Linked DNA regions of Zea mays: region 1 is linked to region 2. Evidence: chromatin contacts called from public Hi-C data. All regions are on one chromosome and are shown on one strand. Each heading gives the region's core, a stretch centred on a gene start, on an enhancer-like site or on the middle of the called end of the contact. The rest is flanking DNA. Distances are from core to core; before and after follow the strand shown.

The links. Hi-C and Micro-C count contacts between places; a contact is called where the count stands out from the background.
Region 1: a contact with region 2 is called in a Hi-C map of ear, with 2.7 times the contacts expected there. The contact joins the promoter of LOC103626499 here to the promoter of LOC103626494 in region 2. A contact is called at or near these places in 3 of 25 Hi-C or Micro-C datasets (ear, leaf mesophyll and tassel).

The regions. Positions count from the first base shown.
Region 1 is chr5:67,909,672-67,912,855 of Zm-B73-REFERENCE-NAM-5.0, reverse strand. LOC103626499 reads right to left here and starts at 1,279. Exons shown (of 18, transcript XM_008646912.3): 1 at 1-1,279. The coding sequence starts at 817.
Region 2 is chr5:67,740,357-67,743,255 of Zm-B73-REFERENCE-NAM-5.0, reverse strand. LOC103626494 (phosphoinositide phospholipase C 2) reads right to left here and starts at 1,554. Exons shown (of 9, transcript XM_035959059.1): 1 at 840-1,554; 2 at 141-337. The coding sequence starts at 1,154.

The DNA of each region.
Region 1 (3,184 bases), core at 30-2,529, 170 kb before region 2:
CGAGCATGCCGGTGGCGAGCAGCTCCCTGAGGTTGGTGGGAATCTTGTTTGTATTCTTATTCCCCTTGTTGCTGCTCCTGCTGGTACTTGTGGTGTTGGTTTTGGGCGAAGGGGAGGAGGCATTGCTGGCGGTGGTGGTGCCTGAGAGGTCGTCGTCGTTGCTGTCCTTGTCCTTGACCAGTAGTGATCTGGTGAAGCGCCTCAACGCTGGAACCGGCTTGCCATCCTCCTCTTCCGGCGGTTCCAGTTTTGGTTTGAGCGGTGCCGCATTGTCAGGAGAACGAGCGGCGGTAGGAAGGCGAGACTTGGGCTGGAGCATGGAGCGCGTGATGCGCCTGGGCGACGACTCCGGCGGAATGATGATGTTGGCGAGGTGTGCGGGATCCGCATCCGCGTCGGCATGGGGTTGCGGAGTCAAAGGCGTCGGCGGAGGGCTGGGCCCAGCAGCAGCCATCAAGGCGAGCACGGGGCCGACAGCGGCCCCGTCATGGTCTTCTCCGGGGGCAGGGGCATAGTCTGGTGGAGGGGGGAAGGGAGGGGGAGGGGGAGGATCTGGTGGGCGCGGGCGCTTGGCTTTTGGCTTTGTGTCGGGGGTTGAGGAGGAGGATGTCGAGACGGCGGCGCCGGCGACGGAGGGGGTCGAAGCGGCCGATGGGTTGAGGATGCGGGATGAGCGGCGGGTGCGGCCCAGGGGTGCGTATGAGGACGAAAGGACGGCCTGCGAGGCGATGGCGAAGGCGAATTCGCGCTTGAGGCCCGCGCGGACGCCGGAGCGCAGCACGAAGGATTCGCCGCCGCCGTCCGCCTCGTCCTCCATGGCTCGAATTCTTCCTTTCCCTGACCTTTCCTAGGAGCACGAGTAGTATGCCGTCATCCTCAACTCATTCCACGACGGCCTCCTCTGCTGCCGAGGAGTAACAATATGTGGAACTGAGATTGGACCGAGATGGAAGCTAGGGTTCGGCACGGCCAGAATCAAATCAAATCAAATAACCAATCGAAATTTCTCGATTTTCCGGAGCTGGGAATGGAATTGATGAGCTGCATCGACAGAACCAAGGTTCACGAACTAGATGACGGTGGATAAAGCCGTATCATCAATTTACTCATTTAATTTTGAGATATTTTATAAATTTTGAAGAAAAAAATGATGACAGTTTTTATACAAATACTATGGGCTACTTTAAGATTTTCACTAAAACTAAATTTGAAAATATGCAATAGAGTTTAAACTAAAAATGAAACAAGTTTCGAAAAAATAAAAAAAAATCCGACGATTTTGTTGATTAGTATTAATCGGTCCCGGATAGAGATAAAATGGGGGCTCTGATAGCTAGGTTTCACGGATTTTCTTCCTTTAAATTTTAAATCTTTTTAGCATTGGTAGTTTGGTACTACTACTTGTAATAATATTTAATATTATTACTATTTTTAGGGATGTTGGATCGGATCGATCCGGTTTAGAAATATAGGAACAATATATATCTCGAATTTAAGTCCAAGTATTGTAAGAAACAGTAAAATGGGTGTTGTTACACGTTTCAAGCAACACCTTCCAAGGAAGGGGAGCAGTGACATGTATGAGACAGGTGATGGCTCCTCCCAAGGGGATGTTCGTGCCATGTTTAGGAGAACACTTTCTAGAAAGGAGAAGACACTACATAAAAGCAAAGATCACGACACACCTGGGGAGCGTAGGACCACGTTCACGGGATGGGACATGACGGCCTACGGTAAGCATATTGTACCCCTGGTTATAGCAATGAAAGACAATATTCATCTTCACCCTTCTTCTGCATGTGAATTATTCGGTCGGTGAAGTGACTCGAAAATCGATGAGGTGGGTGTCCCAATGGGAGGAGCCTAAGTACTACCAAATGTTGGTGGGCTCGTGGAGTACACTTCTACGTGGATCTGGTAGACTTGGGCGAAGTAAAGGCGTAGTTGATGCGTGAGCAAAGTATTAGTATAATACGACACATGATCAGTGGAATGCACACCTGTGGAAATAATCTTCATCGGAAGATGTATTGTATCTTTGATGGTATTTGTGAACTATAAAACTATGACATGTAATGTATTTGAACCATGAAATTGTGCCATGTAATGCATTTTGGACCGCTAAATGTTGTTATTGGACTTAGGATAATGTAGCATCCCAAAATTTCAAATCTTGAAATTTTCTCGAACTCGCTCTAAATTCAAAATGAATTTCAAATTTCATTTCAGAATGTTTGTTTGCGAGTTGATATCAACAAATAAAATATAGTGGTCTATATTCTCTCCAAAATCCTCCTCAAATATCCTACAAATATTTCCCCAGTGATCCCCCCTCAAATTGTTTCGAGAAATACTACCCAGATATTTCCCCAGTGGCCCCCTCAAATTCTTTCCAGAAATACTGCCAGAATATTCCACCGATATATCTCCAAGTATTTTCTTCCTAAGAAATACCTTCAAAATCATTTTTCAAGTCCCTACAAATATTTTCTTCATAACTTTCCTCATGCTCATACGTATACGTATGCCTCCAGTGTCATACGATGAGCTCTACAAGCTAATTACACTCATATAAGACAAATCCATGCTAATCTCCCACTAATCCTCTCATCCTCCCACTAATCCTCTCATCCCTCCCCCTAATCCCCCCATCATGGCTATAAATAGAGGGGCAAGGGCCTCCTCTCATCCCACCCCAAGCCATTTCATGGCAACTCTCTTCCCCCCCCCCCCCCCCCCCACACACACCCACTCCATGTTCCACACAAGCACACACTAGCACAAGGATCGTTCGGTCGTTCTTCGATCGTTCGTCCCCCTGTTCTTAGTTTGTTCGTTCGTTCGTCCGATCGTTCATGGTTCGTTCGTTCGATCGTTCGATCGTTCATCCGTTCGTTCGTCCAAATAATCTTTTTCCTGTCGTTATGCTGCCGAAAGTCCGATCGTTCGATCATTCGATCGTTCATCGTTCGTTCATAGTTCCTATTCATCGTTCTTCCAGATAATCTTTGTCCTGCCGTTATGCTGCTGAAATTCCGATCGTTCGTTCGTCCGATCATTCGATCGTTCGTCCGTTTGTTCATAGTTCCTATTCATCGTTCATCGTCACTATTCATCGTTCATCGTTCGTTCATACGAACTATTCACTATCACTATTTACCATTACTATTCATCGTTACTATTC
Region 2 (2,899 bases), core at 305-2,804:
GGTGATGCATTTGTACATAAAGCAATAAGCTAAGCAAAATTCTGAGGCATTCCTCTCACGCATGCAGTTGCTTTCATACGCAAATATATTCGTGCGCTATAAAAAAGTGAAAATGTTTCAAAGAAAAACAGCATTCGTACCCTCCATGAAGAATATCGACATTGTCCTTTGAAGGATTGGGCCACATATCGAGTTCAATGACTCTAACACCTCTCTGCAACGCCTTTACAATTGGGACGTCACTGGAGTCACTATTGAGCTGGTTCCCAGTGAGGTAGGAATTATGCCCGGTGAACACGAAATAGTGAGAGAACGGCGCTGACATGTCCTGGTGAACCTGGGCAAAGAGTTAAAAACGATGAGAGAACAGGCGAAGTTTAGTAAGACGAAACAAAAACAATTTGCTATAATGAAGTCCGTGTTTTGTGTTTTGTCTGGAGCTTTCAGTTCGAGATGGCAGGGAGCAATGGATAGTAAGCAATCTAAAGGCACATGAAGCCACCTAGAGGTAAGAGCAATAAGAAAGGTGATTTCCTGTGTTTGGTGCAAACATGTCTGTCTCTATACATCGATATCGATGTGTACTAGCACTCAGCTATCTAATTGGTAACTGCGATGTTTATGTCCCCATCCCGATAGAATGGCAGCAGGTAACAGAGTTGACAGAGACGGAGAGAAAGGGCTCCCAATTCCTTTGGCTGAGACAGACAGACAGGTAGTAGTGGAGTCTTTGTGGAACAAGCCACAGCTACGTGACGCATTGAGCAGTGAATAAGTCGGCCACCAGCAGAGAAATTAGCTTCAGTACTAGTAGAATGATGCATTCGATTAACAACAACCTGGTGCGCGATGGGTGGGTTGAGGTCGGGGGAGAAGAGGAAGGCGAAGAAGTCTTCGAGCGTGGGCGTGGATGCCGCCGGCGACCTTGTGACGAGGCGGGCGATTCCATGGCTGTGGCCCCCGGAGAGCATGGCGAGGATGCGGTCGACGTCGGCGGGGGACTCGCCCTGGACGCCGGCGACGAAGCGGCGGAGGGCATGGGCGTCAGAGGCGAAGGAGAGGTGGGCGGCGCGGACGTCCGGCGGCGGCTGGGCGTCCGGGGATCGGAACTTGCGCGTGAAGCACATACAGTACTTGTACGCGTAGCTGCCCATGGAGGCTCTAGAGCTGCGCTGCCGGATGAAACGAATCCTTGTGATCTGGTTGGTGCCGCCTAGCCGCTGGCCATTGCGCGTGGAGGTGGTGGACTGGACGACGAGGAGGTTGGAAGGATTAGGGGAGTTGTGGATGGTGGGGCGATGGAATCAAGAATTGGAATGGGCTGGAGACGACGAGGAAGGAAGAAGTCTTCTCTTTGTTAATTAATAAATAATTACTCCTCCCTCTTCTTCTCCTCATGTGCTGCGCTGTGCCAGTGCTAAGCAAAGCAACCACACGGAAAAAACCAGGAAGAAGAAGAATTTCAAAAGGTGGAGCGGTTAGTTTCCACAAAACCCCTTACTAGTCTCGCAAATCAACTATTCCTTACATGCTACAACATCTTCTTCCAAGCCCGCAAAACAAACCCAAGCTAAGCAGTGTATTTTCTGCATATAATAAGGCTCTGTTCCAATCTTGCGAGATAAACTTTAGCAGCTTTTTTTTAGCTACTTTTAGCCATTTGTAATCTAAACAGGAGAGCTAATGGTGGTAATTAAAACTAAACTTTAGCACTTCAATTCACATAGCTAAAGTTTAGCAGGAAGCTAAAGTTTATCCCGTGAGATTGAAACGGGGCCTAAGTATACCTACACTTGACTCAAGCATATGCCAATTGCCAACCGACACTACCAAGTTTGCCAAAAAAAAACAACCGAAGTTTGACTCAGTCAGTGCAACGAGCGAATACAGGCCATCCGCAATAATCCAGGATCGAGTATATGCCATATTTTTTATCCAAAATTCAATCCAACCCGAAAAACTTTATTCAAAGCCAAAAACTCCTGACACGGCAGGTCTAACAAGGAGGCACAGACTAACCTGATGCGACTTAGACACTATGCACGGGTCGAACGTGAGCTATGCCAAACATTTATTGAACCTAACCCGATGTTAAATAGGTAGTATGTCTCTACTCCTGCATCAGTTTTGACGATTATCAACACTTCTATAAAAAACCTTGCATTTCTTCAAAAACAACCCATAATCACTTTACACTATTCCTTTAAAGTATGAGTTTCTATTGTCGTCCGTCACGCGCTAAGCACGTAGATTGGTTTTTCTCCCCCACGTCTTGCTTAACAACTAGATAAGATAAGTCTTATCTCTTGTATGTGCAACCACCACGAGCGCTTTCTCCACGTTGGTGGCGTCATGTATTAACCTGAACTTCCCATCTCTATCCCCGCCTCCATCTCCCTCATCCAGATTCTTCTGCATCGCCATAGATGACATCGAGCAGATCATCTTGCTAGCTTTCGACACATCAGTCATCGTCGCCCGTCATGCCCCACTCGTGGCACAACTTTTACCTTCCCTGGTCGGTAAGAGCCTCAAACCACTGTCACGACTCTTCGCCGTCATGAGTCTTCACTTTACTAAGGTATGAGTTTCTACTATCATGCATCACACACTAAGCGCATAGATCTGTTTTCTCCCTCATGTGTCGTTTAACAACCAAATAAGATAAATCGTATCTCTTATATGTCTCGCAAATCAACTATTTCTTACATGCCTTTTGGTGTTTCGAATCAAATTCGAATAAATAAACGGACGAAATACAACATCTCAGGATTAGTCTGACAACCCTATTTTTTTAAAAAAATCCATTTTTCTAAGGGGGTGTTTGGATCCCTTCATTTTAGAGAAATTGGAATTCACTCAATAAAATAACTTATTTAGTTTGAAATTTGACATTCCA